Linked DNA regions of Mus musculus: region 2 is linked to region 1. The links are chromatin contacts, called in public promoter capture Hi-C maps. All regions are on one chromosome and are shown on one strand. Each heading gives the region's core, a stretch centred on a gene start, on an enhancer-like site or on the middle of the called end of the contact. The rest is flanking DNA. Distances are from core to core; before and after follow the strand shown. Region 1 has its middle 100 kb from the start of Gm41928. Region 2 holds the start of Serpinb5 (serine (or cysteine) peptidase inhibitor, clade B, member 5).

What was found. Promoter capture Hi-C pulls out the DNA fragments that hold promoters and counts their contacts.
Region 2: a contact with region 1 is called in a promoter capture Hi-C map of trophoblast stem cells, with 4 times the contacts expected there. The contact joins the promoter of Serpinb5 here to the enhancer-like site in region 1. A contact is called at or near these places in 15 of 39 promoter capture datasets (the 3T3-L1 cell line, 3T3-L1-derived adipocytes, the C10 cell line and 8 more), 1 of 15 datasets of contacts at CTCF or cohesin (the NIH/3T3 cell line), 8 of 484 Hi-C or Micro-C datasets (CD4 T cells, the G1E-ER4 cell line, the N1E-115 cell line and 4 more), 1 of 115 datasets of contacts at active chromatin or transcription factors (memory CD8 T cells) and 4 of 9 other capture datasets (adipose tissue, embryonic stem cells, liver and 1 more).

Annotation. Positions count from the first base shown.
Region 1 is chr1:106,421,172-106,426,970 of GRCm38.p6, reverse strand. No RefSeq gene overlaps it. Among named protein-coding and RNA genes, the nearest start is that of Gm41928, 100 kb to the left of the region's middle. Within about 2 kb of position 1,645, at least 10 of the 459 cell types and tissues checked have an H3K27ac peak or open chromatin away from gene starts, as enhancers often do. A contact at or near this core is called in trophoblast stem cells, where this site is marked.
Region 2 is chr1:106,858,337-106,864,434 of GRCm38.p6, reverse strand. Serpinb5 (serine (or cysteine) peptidase inhibitor, clade B, member 5) reads right to left here and starts at 3,260. Exons shown (of 7, transcript NM_009257.4): 1 at 3,175-3,260.

The sequences.
Region 1 (5,799 bases), core at 396-2,895:
ACTATCTCTTTCCACTCTCTTGAATTCCTATCAGGAGTATAATGATCTTTCTATCGTTCATGTGTAACAAATCCCCACTTGGTTCTATCTTCCAGCCTTCAAACTCAGCTGTATCTATCTAAACAGTGGCTTAGCCAACCCCCAGCCCTGAAGCAGTTCAAATAGCCCCGTTTTTTGTTTTTGTTTTTTTGTTTTGTTTTGTTTTTGTTGTTTCCAGACATTCTATTTTGGTTTTCTTCAAATACAAGTCACATTTACCCTCACTGGTTCCATCTTTTATTGGTTTTAACAGCTATGGCCTCTTGCCTGAGTGTTTTTCTCTCCGAAGATGACTCGTGGGTGTGAATATGGACTTACCCTCAGCATGGGACACACCCTTTTATGTTTGCTAGTGTTGTTCTAAGCTGGGTTCAACAGGAATGCTCCTGTTTTGTTCTGTCTTGTTTTCTGTAGGAACACAGGACACAGTGGATCACAGAAGTGCATAATCATTGTAGTTGTGTTATTGCCGGATGCCCGGACATAGTCAAGGTAACTGAAGCCTCCGTGTCAGCTCCTCTAGTCCTTCTGTGGTGGAGACTCCTCTCCCTCTGCCTGGCCTCCTCTGCCTGGCCTCCCCTCACAACTGTCACAGATCCCACTGTCCTGAAGCTTCAGAGTCTTATTTCTTTGACAGATCTTTGAAGCCCGTAGGATGCCACAGGTGGAGCTCAGCGTTCATAAATATTTTTTGGAAAAATGAACCAGGAGAAACCTGTTCTGTAACATTTTTTGTTGTTGTTGTTGACTGTCATCTTTCATCTTTATCCCATAGGGCTTGGGAAGTGTGGACTCTGTTAGCCAAAAGTTACTTCAATCCAATGCACAGGATGAACACATCAAATACTTCTCTGATAAGATGCTAAAAGGCCGCACCAGCTGGGACCTGCCGGCTGCTTTTTCCACTGTACCTGGCAGCTAGGTGGTTATGACATTATCATCTCTCTCCACTGTGTGAGCCAGGAATGATCCAATGGAAAAGATCATATAGCAACAATTTCAAATGTTTCTGAAGCCACAACAAGGCTGAGCTGGAAGCCAGTTTTCTTGGGTACACGAAGGTTTAGAATCTTCTAAAGTCATATGACAGCAAACAAGGGCAGAGCACTGTCAAGTTCGAATGCCTCCTGTCTGCTTGCTCTCCTGTCTCAGCCACACATTTTCTGAGGGCCGTGACCATCACATACCTGCATTTACACACTCTAGTGGCCAAGCTGGAAATGCACAATAATAGGTTTGAATTGCATTTTGATTCACTGACTTTCAAGTTAAAAACAAAGTCACATCCAGATGTGAGGGTGCACATCTGAAATCCCAGTACATGGGGAGTGGGGGCAAGAGCATCAGGAGTTGGTCATTTCCAGTCACATAGCCAGCCTGAGCTGCATGGGACCTCGTCTCACAAAACACAGCAAAAGTAGAGCCACACCTGATAATCAATGAGCTTTATTGGTGTAAATATAGGATAGCTTAAAATATTATATTTTTGCTTTTATTTTGGCAAAGCCACTTTGGGTTTTTCTTTTCTCTTTACGGAATAAACTGCTTTGCTGTGTGTTTTCACGGTTTGAAACAGCTATCGTACTCTGACCCCTAGTGGCTTTGTGATGAATTGTAAGCGCCTGTTCCAGGACTCAAAGACAACTTTCCTCATTTCTTGCTTTTATTGTTGCTCACAACCAAACACTTTCTTAAATCTGTACAACCTGTGAGGAAATGGAATGAATTCTGAGCATTATTATCCGTGCCCTCTGCTTCAATTTCTGTGTCCAGGTTCCTGCCCAGAGTTCCTACCCTGATTTCCCTCTGTGATGGAGTGGGATCTGAGGGTTGTAAGCTGAAATAAACCCTTTTCTCCCCAGGTTGCCTTTGGTCTTGCTATTTTACCACAGCTACAGAAACCATAACACAGCTGGGGACCTAGCTCATTTGGCAGAGTCCAGGCCTTGCTCATAGGAAGCCCTGTGTTCTGTCCCCAGCATGCAGAAACCTGGTGTGGGTGCGCCCAGCCCTCAGGAAGTGAGAGCAGAAAGACCTGGAGTTAGAGGTCACTCTGGGCTTCATGAAACCTTGCATCAAAAAGAGAACAACGTATAGACAGACAGACAGACAGACACACACACACACACATACACAAAGCGGGGACAGAAGAAAACAAAAGCCTAAACTTAGGTCCACAAAAGCATAAACTTAGGCAGAGAGAATGGCAAATGAGACCTAATTGAAATTAAGATATTTTGCACATCAAAAGATCATATTAGTAAGGTGAAAGAGCAAGGCAGCTGAGTGTGAGAAAATATATATGATATATTCAGCCACCTGTGCAAGAACTATCCTAAGGACAGCAACTCACTAGAAAAATGGTAAAAGAATAGCAACTTCACATAAGCATGCACCCAAACTACGAGTAAACACCACGAAAGGTGTTCAATTCCAAAAGAAAACTACAATAAGAAATGATAATAAGAACCGAGCATGGTGGTTCATGCCTTTAATCCCAGCACCTGGGAGGCAGAGGCAGGCAGATTTCTGAGTTCAGGGCCAGCCTGGTCTACAAAGTGAGTTCCAGGACAGCCAGGGCTACACAGAGAAACCCTGTCTCGAAAAAACAACAACAACAACAACAACAGCAAGATAATAAAGGAAATTCCTTTAATTCTATACAGTATTTATAAAATAGCTGTAACTAAACTCCTGCTTACCAGTGCTAAGATTTCCCTGTAGGGTCAGCAACAGAAAGGCTCACCACTTCTCCGCAACACCACACTGGAAGTTGTGGCAGGTGAACAACACAAGAAAAGAGCATAAAACCACACAGATCAGAAAGAAATCACACGCCACCTTTGCAGATGGAAGACAGCGGAGCATTAACAGTGAGGCCCCAGGAACTCACCAGTAACCAAGCTGCAGGACACAGGCTAGTGTAAAGCCAGTTGCTTTCTTTGTAGCACCTACCGGAATTTGACATTAAAAAAACAGCACAACTAGTGTTAACACCAAAACTCAAATACTTATGTATAAATCTTTTAAAAAATTTCTCAATTAGAAGAGGAGACATTAAAGCTGTCGTTAAAATAATCAGAAAACATTTACATAGGTGGAGAGATATTCCATGTTTATAGACAGTGTACTCTTCCCACATTTAGCTATATAGTCAATATAACCCTAACCAAAATCCAAGTCATTTTGTGACTTTTTTGACAGACCAATTCTGCAATTTTGGGGTGAAGAAAAAACACAGCTAACACCAAAGAAAATATCAGAAGACTGATACCAGTCAACTTCATATTATGTATGTATGTATATATACATATATATCACACAAAGCTAATATTGTGTGTGTGTGTGTGTGTGTGTGTGTGTGTGTGTGTGTGTGTGTGTGTGTGTGGTGGTGGTGGTTTGTATATCCTTGGACCAGGGAGTGGCACCATCTGGAGGTGTGGTCTTGTTGGAATAGGTGTGACCTAGTTGGAATGGGTGTGTCACTGTGGGTGTGGGTATAAGATCCTCACCCTAGTTGCCTGGAAGTCAGTCTTCCATTAGCAGCCTTTGGATGAAGATGTAGAACTCTCAGCTCTGCCTGCGCCATGCCTGCCTGGATGCTGTCATGCTCCCCACCTTGATGATAATGTACTGAACCTCTGAACCTGTAAGCCAGCCCAATTAAATTTTTTTTATAAGACTTGCCTTGGTCATGGTGTCTGTTCACAGCAGTAAAACCCTAACTAAGACACACACACACACACACACACACACACACACACACATATGTATACATATACATCAAAATGGAATCTAAGTGAAGGGAGAACAAATTACTCAGTAAAAAATAACAGAGACCTCAGACTGTATGGGTTAATCCTTGGCAAAAGGGAAAAGCAGTTTAGTAGAGAAACAATAGTCTTTTTAATAATTGATTCTCGAAAAGTGAACATTTACACATAACAAAGAATATACAAACTAACTTTATACATAACACCAAAAATATAACTACAAATGGCTATGCACAGTTAATGGTGATTGTCAACATGGCAGTTCTTAGATTCACACGAGTGGCAAAGCCTCCGGACCTGCCTCAGGTGGGGGATCATCTTGATTAAGTTAACTGAGGTGGGGAGACCCACATGGAAGTGGGTGGCATCATTCTGTGGACTGGATCCTAGACTGGATGAAGAGAGGGTGCTGGCTGAGCATGCCAGTGCTTTCTGGGTCTTGAGTGTGCATCTAATGTGACTTAAGCTCCTGCTGCTGTACCTTCTACACCATCACGGGCTGGCACCTCAGACTGTGGCCAAACACACAAACCAAACAAAAACCCCTAGCTCTCCCTACCTTTTCTCTTTCTCTGTCTTAGAGATGGGATCATCACAGCAACAAAATATGAAGCATAAATAGGAGAAGCCCTAGGTGACAGTAGGTTGTAATGACTTTTCAACCCAAGAAGGAACCACTGACATTGTAGATTTCCTTACCGTCTTAATGACATTTATAAAGCATGAATTTGATAAGGGACTATAAAGCATGAATTTGATAAGGGACTGTAAAGCATGAATTTGATAAGGGACTGTATTGTGGGCTTTTTCACGGACCCCCAGCTCCCAAAATAACGACTCTGAGACTTATTATTTATGAATAAATGCCTAGGTCAAAAGCTTGGGCTTGTTCCCCAACTAGTTCATATCCCAATTAACCCGTTTAGTCTATTCTATGAGTGACGTAAAGCAGGACTGCAGAGATAGCCCAGTTGTTCAAGGGAACTTTCTGTTCTTACAAAGGACCTGGGGTCAGTTCCTAGCATCCATACTAGCCGGTTCACAACTACCTATAATTCCAGTTCTAGGAGATCCAATGTCCTTTTCTGGTCACTTTTGGCATCATACACACATATGGTACATGTACATATATAATAGTAGTCACAGAGTCACATAAATACATTGTAAAAACACAAAGAATGCTCTTTCAGTCTGCACCTCCACCTGAACCCATGGCAGATTAGCAAGCCTCCCTCCCATTCCCACAGCCTACCTGTCTCCCAGGAGGTCTGCATAACTAGGGACACAGGGACACAGAAGACCTGCCCTAACTAGAGACAGTACTGTCTGCCTCTCAGGAGGCCTGCTCCAGTTGAAGATACCCAAGCCAGTTAACACCAGAGATAACCAGATGGAAAAAAGCAAGCACAAGAACATAAGCAATAGAAACCAATGTAATTTGGCAGCATCAGAACAGTTTTCCTACCACAGCAAGCCCTGGATACCCTAACACATCTTAAGAACAAGATTCTGACCTAAAATCCTATCTCATGAAGATGATAGAGGTCTTTAAGGAGAATATATATATATATATATATATATATATATATATATATATATATCCCGTAAAGAAATACAGAAAAACACAGGCAAACAGATAGAAGTCCTTAAAGAGGAAACAAATAAATCCCTTAATGAAATGCAAACAGGTGAAGGAATTGAACAAAGCAATCCAAGATCTAAAAATGGAAATAGAAACTATAAAGAAATCATAAATGGAGGCAACCCTGAAAATAGAAAACCTAGGAAATCAGGAGTTACAGATGCAAGCACCACCAACAGAATATAAGAGATAGAATAGAGAATCTCAGGCATAGAAGATCCTGATACATGGCTCTAAAAAAAATACAAAGGGTAAGAAATTCCTAACTCAAAACATCCAAGAAAATTGGGACACAATGTAAAGACCAAACCAAAGAATAATAGAAATAGAAGAGGATGAAAGAAA
Region 2 (6,098 bases), core at 2,011-4,510, 440 kb before region 1:
TGAAAAGCCCAACTCCATGAACATCTACATCACAGCTCCTATATCTATGACTCAGGAAACATTTTGGGGAGAGGGATAGAAAGATTGTAAGACCCAGAATATGGGGAAGAGTGTTGTGAGTCTTTCCTATGAATGGCCTCATAAGCAGGACCAGAACAATGGAAATATCAATGAACACATTAACATGGAAGGGGGAGAGGGTTTGATGGGCTCAATACCTAGACAAAGAACTATTGACTGCTGGGAGAAGCCCTTTCTAAGGATAATGCCCTTCATTGGCTGTCCAATGCAGAGTGGCCAGCTTTGAAATCATATAGATACTCACAAACAAAACATATTCAGCAGGCTCTATTTAAACATATTTGTATCCACTCACAGAAGCATATATATGATATGAGGGTCTCTATGTGGTCTCTGTGTGTATCTGTGTTCTCTCTCTCTCTCTCTCTCTCTCTCTCTCTCTCTCTCTCTCTGTGTGTGTGTGTGTGTGTGTGTGTGTGTGTGTGTGTGTGTGTGTCTAACAAATGCAATAGAATAAATAGATGCTATCAATTTCACAGTGAGGGCCGTGGGAGGGATTTGAGGGGAAACACCCTGGGAGGGGCTGGGGAAGGATAGAGAGGAGGAAATGATGTTTCAATTAAAAATAAAATGAATGAATGGAGGCACATGCACTAGAAAGAGGGAAGAAAACTCACTTCTCTGAACTGATAGCTTACATAAGGATTTCCCAAGTATTAAGCACCAAGCCAGTAGTCAATCTGGAAACATAAAGGTCCCCATGGGCAGGGTAATTATACATTCCACTTTGCCTGAGACCACCCTAGTTTATGACTGCTGTCCTACATGCCTACAGTTAAATGATATAGGTCCATCCTATCTACAGACTATCTGCCACACTCATCTGATGAGCACACATATGAACTCTCATATACAGAGGTGGGGCGGGGGACTACGTGCTCCCAATGGAGGAACTAGAGAAAGTACCCAAGGAGCTAAAGGGATCTGCAACTCTATAGGTGGAACAACATTATGAACTTACCAGTACCCCGGAGCTCTTGACTCTAGCTGCATATGTATCAAAAGATGGCCTAGTCGGCCATCACTGGAAAGAGAGGCCCATTGGACACGCAAACGTTATATGCTCCAGTACAGGGGAACGCCAGGGCCAAAAGGGGGGAGTGGGTGGGTAGGGGAGTGGGGGTGGGTGGGTATGGGGGACTTTTGGTATAGCATTGGAAATGTAAATGAGCTAAATACCTAATAAAAAATGGAAAAAAAACTAAAATTTGCCAGACCTGATAGTTTATACTATAATACCAAGACCAAGAAGGTTGAGATAGGAGGATTGCCTTGAGTGGTGTGAGTTCAAGACCAGCCTGCCCTACAGAATGCGCTTGTGGCACTACATAGTAAGTTAAGATACTGTCTCAAACACGGTTTGATTTTCAGCATCAGAGTTGTATGGATAGTCTGTAGCCTAGCTTGCCTCATTGTACAGAATGCAGATGATCAAAGGCCTCTCTTAGGTATTTATTTATTTATTTATTTATTTATTTATTTATTTATTCTTTCTTTCACTATTGAATTGAAGATTGAAACTGGAGCTTTATGGCAAGTATTCTACCATGGAGTTATGACCCCAGTCCTTGTATTTAAAACAAACAAACAAAAACAAGTCTTCCTATGTTGTCCAGGCTGGATTTGAACTCTTCCTCTCCCATCTGGACCTTTAACTTGGCCATTCTCCTGCCTCAGCTTCCCAAGAGACTGGGATCCCAAGCATTTGTCACCAGGCCCATCTCCCTTGGAGCTTTGATGTGGCTGATCCTAGGGCAATAATATGACCCAATGCGTAAGAACACAGCCTTTATGCATCACTTTCTGACCCTGGGAGGAGAAAAATTGGTACCAGAATTTTAAATACATAGTCTCATACAGTCTATGCCATCGTGGCAACACCTGGTTCCTTGAAGCTTGAGCTTCACTGCTGACCCACTGGGTTACTGCCAGACAATGCCAGACCAGGCCACACCTAGTTAGCCCAAACTGCTGAGACTGCATGCTCCAAAGTCAACCCCAAACCCGGAGGGACTGAAATGGCACCCTATGAGGCGTGAGGAAGCATGGTACAAAGCCGCTGACTCACTTTCTAGACTCCCTTTTTGCTAGGGTTCCTTTTCTCCACCCATGTCAGAACTCATCCACACTTGCACTTACTTGAAGGTGACTGAAGCATGTAACACAGTTTGGTTAAAGATCCTCTTGGGACAAGGAGGACATGAAAGAAAATGTTTTCAGAACGTGTGTCATGAGAATAGTCTGAAGGCCTCCTTCCGTTTAAGTCACCTCTCCTTCAAGTCATGTGCCACCTTGCCACTGAGCAAACACTGGTCAAGGTCCCCCAGTTCTGAGTTCCAATTTGGGTAAATGAAACAACTTGTATTAAATTAAATTAAACAAATTATATTAACTTATATTAAATGGAGTTTTCAATATGAAATCTTTGAACAATGTCATTAAGCTATTATTGTTATCATTGTTTTATTATCATCATACTTATTATTATTACAACCCATCAGGAAAAGACAATAACCATTACATCTCAAATGTTCAAGATTTATGTTGTGCACAACTTTTTAAAAGTTTGCTGAGCAAGGAGGGCTGATTTCTGCCTAGAACATGGGTGTCAGAAAATGAGCACTGATCTAACGCTTAAAATGACAAGAAGTTCAACCCCTTAATGTCCACTACGAAGGTAAGCCCCTGTTCCTATCTTTTCGACCTTCTCTAGGCTTTCATTACCACACCCTTTCAAAGATTGGCATCTTGAGTACATCCTGGTTCCTACCTCCTCACTGTCCGGCTGTCTTCCCGGAATCACTGCTGTTCCCCCTCACCCCCAACCTCAACCCCCAGCACCATCAGCCAAGCCTCCTGTCCTCTGCCTTCTTCATATTCTGAATGTAGGTGGCGATGTGGTGGTAGTTCCCCCAGAGCCACTTTGGGCACACAAAAACCTTAGGAGCTGGCACCGAGGCTCATCATACTGAAGCCACGCTACCCTTGATAAAACACAACCATTTTCTTCAACATTTGGAGTCAACCCCTTAACTATTATATGACTTGTCCCTGAGAGAGAACTCAACAGCCCTGCGACCTCCCTTTGCTTACCTTGAGTTGCAGGTATCCCGGGAAACAAGATGCAAAAGGGGGGAAAAAGCCGAAGGAGCTCAGAGGCAGTGAAAGCTGTGCTCTCTGCCTGGGGAGCTGTGCTCACCTGTGACCACACCCAGGTCTTCCAGCCTGGCCCCGCCCAGCCTGCGCTGCCTGCACCACCCAACTGCTGAGCTTACTCATGACTCTTGGCAGCCTGTGCAAGATTGGAAGACATGATTCAGGCCCAACTTGCTGCTGCTGTCTGCACTGTTTCTGATGGCCTGCGACAAGCACGGGCAGGAAGGTTCTGTTGGTGGATCCTGCCCTGAGCTAAGCATACGCACGTATAAGCAAATAAAGACAACCAACCCTACCTGCCAAGGCAGAGCCAGAGGGATAAATGGGAGGACATAAGAGAAGAATAGGTGGTGATAGAAAAAAATTACTACAAATTCTAAGTCTGACCTCACATTTTTTTCTGTGTAGAGGGCTAGAGCGCCATCGATCATTCTGATAACATACACAGCATTACAGGCAAAATACACACTACCAAATTGATTAGGAGAGATAGTTTACTAGAATTGCAAGGGTGGGAGTGTCCTAATAGAGAACACAGCTTTGTCCTGAAACATTTTCGGAGAGTCTGATTTAACAATTCCAGGACTCCTGCAGCTCCTCAATCAGCAGTGAGATCTGTTTTGTTTGTTTGTTTGTTTGTTTGTTTGTTTTGTTTTGCTTTGCTTTGTTTTGTTTTGTTTTCCTGTCCTGTTGTCAGGGAAGCTCCTGAAAGTGAGCCAGTGTGTTTTCCAATGCAAACATCCTTGTTGTTCATGTGCTAGTTCGTTTCATCATCACTTTTAACTTCAGCATCCTCCACACTGACTACTAGAATTTGAAAGATAAGAACCAGCCCCACTCATTTCTTAACAGCCCTCCTTGATATCCCCATGACTTACTACAGCCAATGGGTGCTTGACTCAGTGAATGAAAGGTAGACAGCTTCTCCTTCTCCCGTCCTGAGTCCTATTAGCCAAGACCAAACTCATTAAATAAATAAATAAATAAATAAATAAATTCAACTCTGAAAGGAGCATTTCAGGCATCAATGGGCCACGTGAAGCAAGATCATGAAGATAGGGATATGGACTATGCAGTTCATAAGATACCGGTATCTAGCTGAAGTGAAGGAAGCATAGGTTTGAGTGTAGTCTTAAGTTTGCAAACTGTTCCTACCACTTACTGTTGGAGAAATCCTAAACAACATGCTTAATCTCTCTCCACCTCGATTCTTCACAGTTGTGAGGTGAAATGTGTATGCACATATATGACAGCAGTTAATAGCACTTTCCCTAGTCCTCAAAAAAGCTCAGGGAACAATCACAAAAGGCTGGACTGGGGTATTAACATCTAATTCATCACAACTATTCGCTCTGCACTGGGCTCCTCCCTGATTGTCACTGTGATCCAGAGACCTCCAGAGATCTTAAAACTTAACTCTTAGTGACTGCTCAACTCTCCCTTTTTCATGTTTTAATTTCCTCTGCTACATTCTTGTTCATTCTTTGCCCATTCTGGAGAGATGGTAGTAGTTCAGCAACCCCTAAGGATCCCAAACAAAGCATGATTCTGATTGTTCGACAGTTAGAGGCACCACATACTTAGGAACATGTCATGTTCCCTCTTCCTGGAGGTCTTACAAGTAACAAAGTAGGAAGTAAATATATAAATTAATTAAAGTACTTGATCTTGCATAATAAGAGACATAAGATTGGTGTGGGACTACATACACAAATGTAGTCCAGAGACGAGTACAAGCCTTTCAGCCTTTGAGTGCTCAGGACGCATAGTTGTGATGAATTAGAGTGCTCAGGAGGCATGAGGACATGGTCCTTGGACATCAGAGGATCAAGCAGGCCTAGAAACAAAGAATGAGAAGTGAAAACTGCAAACAACAAATTAGAGAAATATGGCAGCAAATGGCTAAATAGAGCTTTTCCTCACAAAAGCCCTCACTGGTGAAGTATCTCCGGACAATGTACCCAAGTGTCTATGCCTTCTATTTGAAGTCAATGTTGAGTGTAACATCTCTGACAAAAGCAGTTACTGATGGAAGACAAAGTGATTCCCCTTCATAGTTAGGGGAAATAAAATTTTGATTCTATTTGACTAAAAAGGTTTTCCTAAGTATGTTTCTCTATGGTGGCCATATATTTAAATATTCTTATATTCCACATTAAAAGACAGAAGAGAACAGTTGAGTAGGAGAGACTAGAGTTCTACAAGTATCTCGTATGTCTAAACTCTCACATTTCCAAACAAGCCTGTGGAAAACACAACAGATTCATTGTAGGAGACAATGTCCTGGCAAGAATCTCTCCTGCCGGCATGCAAGTTTCCACTCTGGCCCCTCCTCCTAACTGGGCCTTCTTGACAGGAGTCTTGGTTGATTAACCAGTGCTCTATTAAGTGTGCCATACATAACCAAGCCCTGGATCACCTAGACACTAAGAAGAAAACCTAGATACAGGTCTCAAGGAGGCTTGAGCTCAGCTTTAATACCTGAGTCTGACTGATATCTGTGGTCTTTAGTGTAATGTGAAAATCTACTGCCTGGAGAGAAAGCCTGCAAAGGATGCTTGTCAGTGATGTCAGCAAGGACACTCAGAGGAATGGGACTTGTTTTTAAAATCCTATATTTTAATACCAACATAAAACCATTTATATGAACACTGATGAGAGAGAGGGAAAGGTGGGATAAAAAGGAGAGGGGATGAGAGGTGAATATCTCCCAAATACATATATTCATGGAAGGTTGTCTTCATGAAATGACACTATCCAATGGATTCCCACCAATATTTTAAAGTGCTGTAATCCTAGTTCTGCAAAAACAACAGTATCCACGTAGCATCATTATAGTAACCAATTGCTTGCCATATAGC